Linked DNA regions of Macaca mulatta: region 1 is linked to region 2. The links are chromatin contacts, called in public Hi-C maps. All regions are on one chromosome and are shown on one strand. Each heading gives the region's core, a stretch centred on a gene start, on an enhancer-like site or on the middle of the called end of the contact. The rest is flanking DNA. Distances are from core to core; before and after follow the strand shown.

The links. Hi-C and Micro-C count contacts between places; a contact is called where the count stands out from the background.
Region 1: a contact with region 2 is called in a Hi-C map of CD4 T cells, with 2.2 times the contacts expected there. The contact joins the promoter of PLEKHM1 here to the promoter of ARHGAP27 in region 2. A contact is called at or near these places in 2 of 14 Hi-C or Micro-C datasets (CD4 T cells and cortical neurons).

The regions. Positions count from the first base shown.
Region 1 is chr16:69,865,542-69,868,648 of T2T-MMU8v2.0, forward strand. It overlaps PLEKHM1 (pleckstrin homology and RUN domain containing M1), which reads right to left and starts at 1,447. Exons shown (of 13, transcript XR_013406967.1): 1 at 1,347-1,447. It overlaps LOC144335797 (a long non-coding RNA gene), which reads left to right. Exons shown (of 2, transcript XR_013406977.1): 2 at 1-1,444.
Region 2 is chr16:69,805,731-69,808,763 of T2T-MMU8v2.0, forward strand. ARHGAP27 (Rho GTPase activating protein 27) reads right to left here and starts at 1,617. Exons shown (of 19, transcript XM_077972125.1): 1 at 1,309-1,617; 2 at 197-328.

The sequences.
Region 1 (3,107 bases), core at 197-2,696, 60 kb after region 2:
CCATCAGCTCTGGCAGGGAGAGGCCCTTACAAGTTCCTTACAGGAAAAGGAACATGAACAATGTTCTGTGACCACAGCCAACACCACGCAGAACTTCCCAGAGGCTCTCCAGGGCCAGAACACCAGCCAGAAGGAAGTGACAGCTTCCATCATTCTGTGCTAAGTGAGCTGAGTAAGTGGCCATCTCTCACCTTCCAGATATTTGAATGATACCTACCATTCCAGCAGCCAGCACAAGTCATTTAATATAAATGCCAGAAACACAGTCCCTGAGGACAGGTACAGGAGACCAGATGCCAGGAAAAACCCTGGCCCCACCCAAGAGTTGGGGAGAGCCCACTGTTCCTCCACCCTTATTTACCACCTGAGCCCCTACACCCGCCAATCATGCTGCTCAGTCTCTAACTGAGGGTCTGAGTGAGCACCTACATTTGGCTGTTGAGGGGCAGCTGGTGGAGTTGGCAGGAGACTCTGCACTAAAGTTCTCAGGTTGAATGGGAGTTGGGTCCAGGGAAGGAATGGACGCAGAGTTGGGGTGAAGAGTTGCGGTCGGTCAGCGGGGGTGAAAGGACATGGAGATGCCATTTTTAACAAGATTGGGTGAGGGTGGTAGGAAAGGAGGCAGCAAGAGTTAGGGATAGTTTGGCAAAGACTTAGGGATGGGGTGTCCTCAGTACGGCAGGAGACGCAAAGGAAGGTATACAGAGGGCTAGGAGACTAAGGACGAGAAGACACAGTTAAGACTTGGAATAAGGCTGAGATCGGAGTTATCCAGAAGAAAGCGGTGAGCTCAACAGGGCACTTACTTTGGGGGTGGGTCTTAGATGAGAAGGCAGAGGTAGAGTGTTTGGGATGAGCAGATCTTGGGGAGCTGGACAGGGGATGGGGGTGACTGGGATAAGAAAGCTGAGCCAGAGAAGGGGAAACCTGAATGGTGGGTCTTGGGGACGTGAGCGAGGAGCATCGTGATTACCAGAGGGGTCGGGAGAGACGATGAGATGTGTCAGGGCGGGGCGAAGAGACGTGGCCGAGATCGGGGTTGGAACTAAGGTAAAGTGGGGTCACGAGTGAAGCTGCATTTAAGCAAGACCGCCGGTGAGGGAATGCGGGCGCGGGTTGGGGGCTGGACAGACGTGGGGCACGGGGCCACAGCGGCGGTGCAGGGGGAAGGCTGGGTGGGAGCGGGGCGGGCGCAGGCTGGGCAGAGCTGAGGGCTCTGAAGCCGGGCAGTCTCAGGGTAACCAGGCGCTGGGGATCGCGGAGGGAGCAGGAGGCCCACCGCCCGTTCGCGCCTCGGCCCCGCCGCCCCTCCGCCGCCCTCCTCGCATCTTGACCCCCTAACTCACCAAGCGGAGCGAGGAGCGAGGCTGGGGGCGCTCCCGGCCGCGGCAGCTCCTCAGCACTCGGAGCAGACGATGCGGCCTCTCGGCCACTGACAACAGGAAGCGGCGCCCGCGGCCCCTGACGCCATCACGTTGGCTCGGCGCTCCGGCCCTGCCCCCGGCCCGCCGTGCCAATCGCGCGGCCCGAAGGAGCCTTGGGGCGGGGCCAGCTGCTCCCGGAAGTCCCTGGGAGCTGAGCCCCAGGGCAGATGCGAGGTGTAGGAGGCTGGGGAACCGGGAGCGCCTGCGGGGCGCAAATAGGCCAAGGCACCGGTGTCGGGGGAACGCGTCGGTTACCGCCCGCCTCCCGCAGGTCTACGTCAAACTAGATCCTGGCTTCTGGGTTCCTGACCTCGTTTGGCCTCAGAACCATCTATGCAACTTTGGGGCTGTCACTTCGCCTCCCTCAGTTGAAGAGTTCCCACTTGTGAGTGGGACTAACAACGCCTGCCCTATCTTTGCCTCCCCGAGGGCAGCAGTGCAGCCCCTGGGGCGGAGCCGGGACCCAAACTGGAGCCTCCGCCTTTCGCTTCAGGATAAACATAGCTGTTTTGACCATGCCTTATCCCAAGGGAACGCCTTGAGGTCCCCTTGGGCACTCTCCCGTGTGTAACTCGCCCATTAGCACCGCCTGGCACGAAGCTTAGGGGCCCGGTTATTCTCTTCTAGCCATGTAGAGGATTTCTTTGTTCCTTTCTGTTTTTGTCTTTGAGACAGGGTCTCACTGTGTCGCCCAGACTGGAGTGCTGTGGCGGCTGACTACCTCCCACGTCAGCCTCCAAGTAGCTGGGACTACACGCGTGCACCACCACGCCCAGCTAATTTTTTCATTTTTAAAAATTTATTTATTTTGTAGAGACGGGGTCTCACTGTGTTGCCTAGCCTGGTCTCCAACTCCTGGCCTCAGGCGATCCTCGTGACTCGGCCTCCCAAAGCGCTGGGATTACAGGCATGAACCACCACACCTGGCCTGTATGTCTCCTTTCTAACACAAAAGTGACATTGCTCTTTCAGATGAACTCGGGACAAAATGTCATCAGTGGTGACCACAGCTAGTGAAGAGCAGGGCAGGGAGTGTTGGCAGGGACCCATGCTCTGGACACTTTATCCTTGCAGGCTTTGGTCAATTGGGAGCCTAGGGCCTGAGTGTGGATGAGGAGAGGTGCTGCTACATGCCAGTCCTAAGTGGGCACAGGGGTTGGCTGGGGAATGGACCAGTTCTTGGAAGCAAGCTTCACTGCCCTCGGCCTGGGCGTCCTGTGCTCTTTTGGCTTCTCTGGGTAGGAAGGTGTCCCTCCTATCTCTGCAAAGGTCAGAGTCCTGCTGTCTGCTTTCAAGTATAAAACCAGCACTTGGGAGTGTGACTCCGGACTGTATGAGGGCCACCCTTTCAGTAATTCTCCAGGAGTGAGAACCTCCCCTTCTCAATTTTAGACTAGATGGGTCTGAGTGTGTTTAGTGCGGTTAATGGTTGAGCAGGAAGATTAGAAATAAGGACATAGACACAAACTACTCTCTTGGTATTAAACTCATTTTAAACAAAGTGGAAAGTAAGGGATTTAGTAGGGAAATCATTTCACCTTGGCAAAAGGATAGTATACAACTGGCACAGCATGATCCTTGGTGGCTTGGCACAATCACTCCCTGTCCCCCATCAAGCACATAATGTCCCTCAGTAATTCCACTGCGTTTTTGTGCAGCGGCTGTGTGCTGGCGCTGTGGGGA
Region 2 (3,033 bases), core at 367-2,866:
GGTCCAACCGGGGCCTCTGCAGGGCTCCTTCGACACTTTGTCAAGCGTTCCTCGACGAGGAAAGGGAGTAAACTGAGTCACTAAGCTAATTGGGCCCTGGAGGCGGGGTCATCGAGCTGCCCAGAGCTGAGCCAACAAACCCCAAGGAGGACACTCCCCCAGCGCCCCTTCCCCCTGGACCCCGCAGCGCACTCACGTCGGCTGGGCGGGCCTCAGGGAGCCCATGGGCTGGGTGGGCGGAGCCGGCGGTGGCAGCAGGTTAGGCCCCTACCATCGCCCTGGGCGGGGTTTCCAGGGGCGAGGCCGGAGAGGCTGCGCGGAACCGGAGCTGGCAAATGGAGCAAAGAGGGACAGGGACGCTAAGGAGTGCTGTCACCGATACCCAAAGCAGCCGTGTCTGGGCGGGGCGAGGAGGAGCCTGAATGCCTCTGCTGGGGACCTCGGGGGGCATTGGGACGAGGCCCAGAGCAGAAGGCCGGGACCCGGAGCCGCGACGGCTGCGTCTGAAGGGGCACTGGCGGGTCGTGAGTGGAGCCCAAGGAGAGTGGGACCGCCCCTGCTCCGCCCTCCCCCTGCCCCCCTCCACCCCCCCCCCCCCGATTGCTGTCTCGGAGTCCCTGCGTCCCTCCCGTGCGCGGCTCTGGGAATGCCGGGCTGGGGCTGGTTGTCTCGTGCGGGCGTTCCCGTTCCCGGGGAGGTCATTTGCACCCTGAATCACCCACTGCGAGCCCTTCCAACAGGATTGCAGACCCGCCCGCTCCGGGCCCACCTCCTCCCTCACCAGGGCCTTTCCCGAGGCATCCCGGCCAGGCCTGGAAAAACTCCGAGCGGGATTCCCAGCACAGGGACGCCCACTGGAGCTCCGTGTCTCGGGCTGGATAAGAAGGGGACCCGGCCTCGGTTCCTTCCCCGACCCTGGGGAAACACAGAGAAGGGGAGGGATTGGGGGAGCAGGGAGGATCCCTGGAGCGCGAGAGCGCACCAGGAGCCAGGAGGTCCCCTGCATCCACTGCCCAAGCTACAGCGGCGTCAACGCCTGGGTCGGCGCTGGGAGCCTGGGCCTGCTCTCCTCCCGCCCCCAGATGGAGGGCAGCCCTTCGCCTACCTTCTCCTCCCCGTGGGATGCGGCCCGCGCAGCTCCCGCCCCAGCACGGAGACAAGGGGAGCAGGCGCGCGGAGCTACCGGGTGCGGACCCGCCACCTGCCGCACCCTTCCCTCCCCCACCCTGCCCCTTTCCCTACCCCCACCCCACCTCCCACCCCAAATCCCGCTCGGCGCCCCACTCCTGACCCTGCTTGCCCGGGCACCTCGGGGCGTCCGCTCGCCGGCCTCGCCTCCACTTGCCCCGGCAGGCGCGCGTGGGCTCGGCGTCCCGCGCTCCCTCCTCGACCGTGCGACTCCCGCGCTGCCGGGTTTCCTGTTCAACAATATAACCAGGGAGGCACCGGCGGAGAGCGCCCGGCAGAACTTCCTCCCGGACTGGGGCTGGGCTGTGGTTGCGAGAGACAATCCCCGGTGTCCTGGCTTCCTGTCCCCTCTGGGCCGGGCCAGCGCCTGACGAGCAAAGACGCCATCCCCTCCCCTGCACTTCCCGGGATCCTGGGCCACACCTGGCTGTCTCCAGGGAGGAAGAGGCCGCGGGGCTGAGACGGTGGGACTGGGGAGGGCGGGAGCCTCCCCCGTAGCTTCTCCTGGCCAGATTGCCCTCCCACCATCCCCCACCCCCTCTTGATCCTTGTGGGTTAGGGGGGCCACCCTCCAATCCGTCCACAGGGTAAGCTCAGAACCACCTCCAGGAGTCCAGCCCCAGGGTCCTCGCCTTGGGGGTTTTCTGTTTGGGAATTTTCTGCCTCTCTGGACAAGCAGCCTCGCCCTGATCTGAGCCTGCACTTACTCCAGACGTTACAAGCCACAGCCCCAGCAGATCCCCCACCCTCAGGGGCCCCAAGGAACAGTTGTGCCTGTGGACCTGGCTGTGTGTGCCAGGAGCTGGCTGATTCAGGCCAGTGTTCTGGGAGGAAGAGGGGCCCGCACCCCAGGCCATGGCCCCTCTTGACACCACCTCCTGGGGGTCCAGGGTTGGGTGGGAAGCTGAATCTGGCCAGGCTCATTCTGGAACTCCCTTACCTCTGTATCTTTGCCCCTGCTAGGCATTGTCCACCCGTGAGTCCCCACTTCCTCTGAGAATCTCAGTGTGTCTGAGGCTTGGTGGCACCTTGGGACCCTCCAGGGTAGGCACACAGCAGAACTTGGCATTGGTCTTTGGTGCCTGACATGCTTAGAAAATATCTTCTCTCCCTCCCTACCTTTTAGGTGCCTCCCCACCTGCAGCACAGCCAGGCAGCGCTGGCACTGGCGATGGTCTTTGGTGGGGTCAGGCTGGTATGATGCCCCACTCTGCTGCTTGGCGGCTGGTAGGCCTTGGGAGCTCTGCCTTATCTCGGTAGCTCAGTTTTCTTTCCTATCAACGGGATAGTAACACCCACTTCGCTGGATTATTGCGAGGATTAAATGAGGTCCACTAAGCAGTGCTTACCACATGCCCAGCGCACACAATATATCAGCTATTTTTGTTTGTTTGTTTTTGTTTTTGTTTTTTGAGACGGAGTCTCGCTCTGTCGCCCAGGCTGGAGTGCAGTGGCGCGATCTCAGCTCACTGCAAGCTCCGCCTCCTGGGTTCCCGCCATTCTCCTGCCTCAGCCTCCCGAGTAGCTGGGACTACAGGCGCCCGCCACCGCGCCCGGCTAATTTTTTGTATTTTTAGTAGAGACAGGGTTTCACCGTGGTCTCGATCTCCTGACCTTGTGATCCGCCCGCCTCGGCCTCTCAAAGTGCTGGGATTACAGGCGTGAGCCACCGCGCCCGGCCAGCTATTTTTTTTTTTAAGACGGAGTCTCACTGTCGTCCAGGCTGGAGTGCAGCAGCGCGATCTCCGCTCACTGCAACCTCCGCCTCCGGGTTCAAGTGGTTCTCCTGCCTCAGCTTCCTCAGTAGCTGAGATTACAGGCATGCACCATCATGCCCAGCTAATT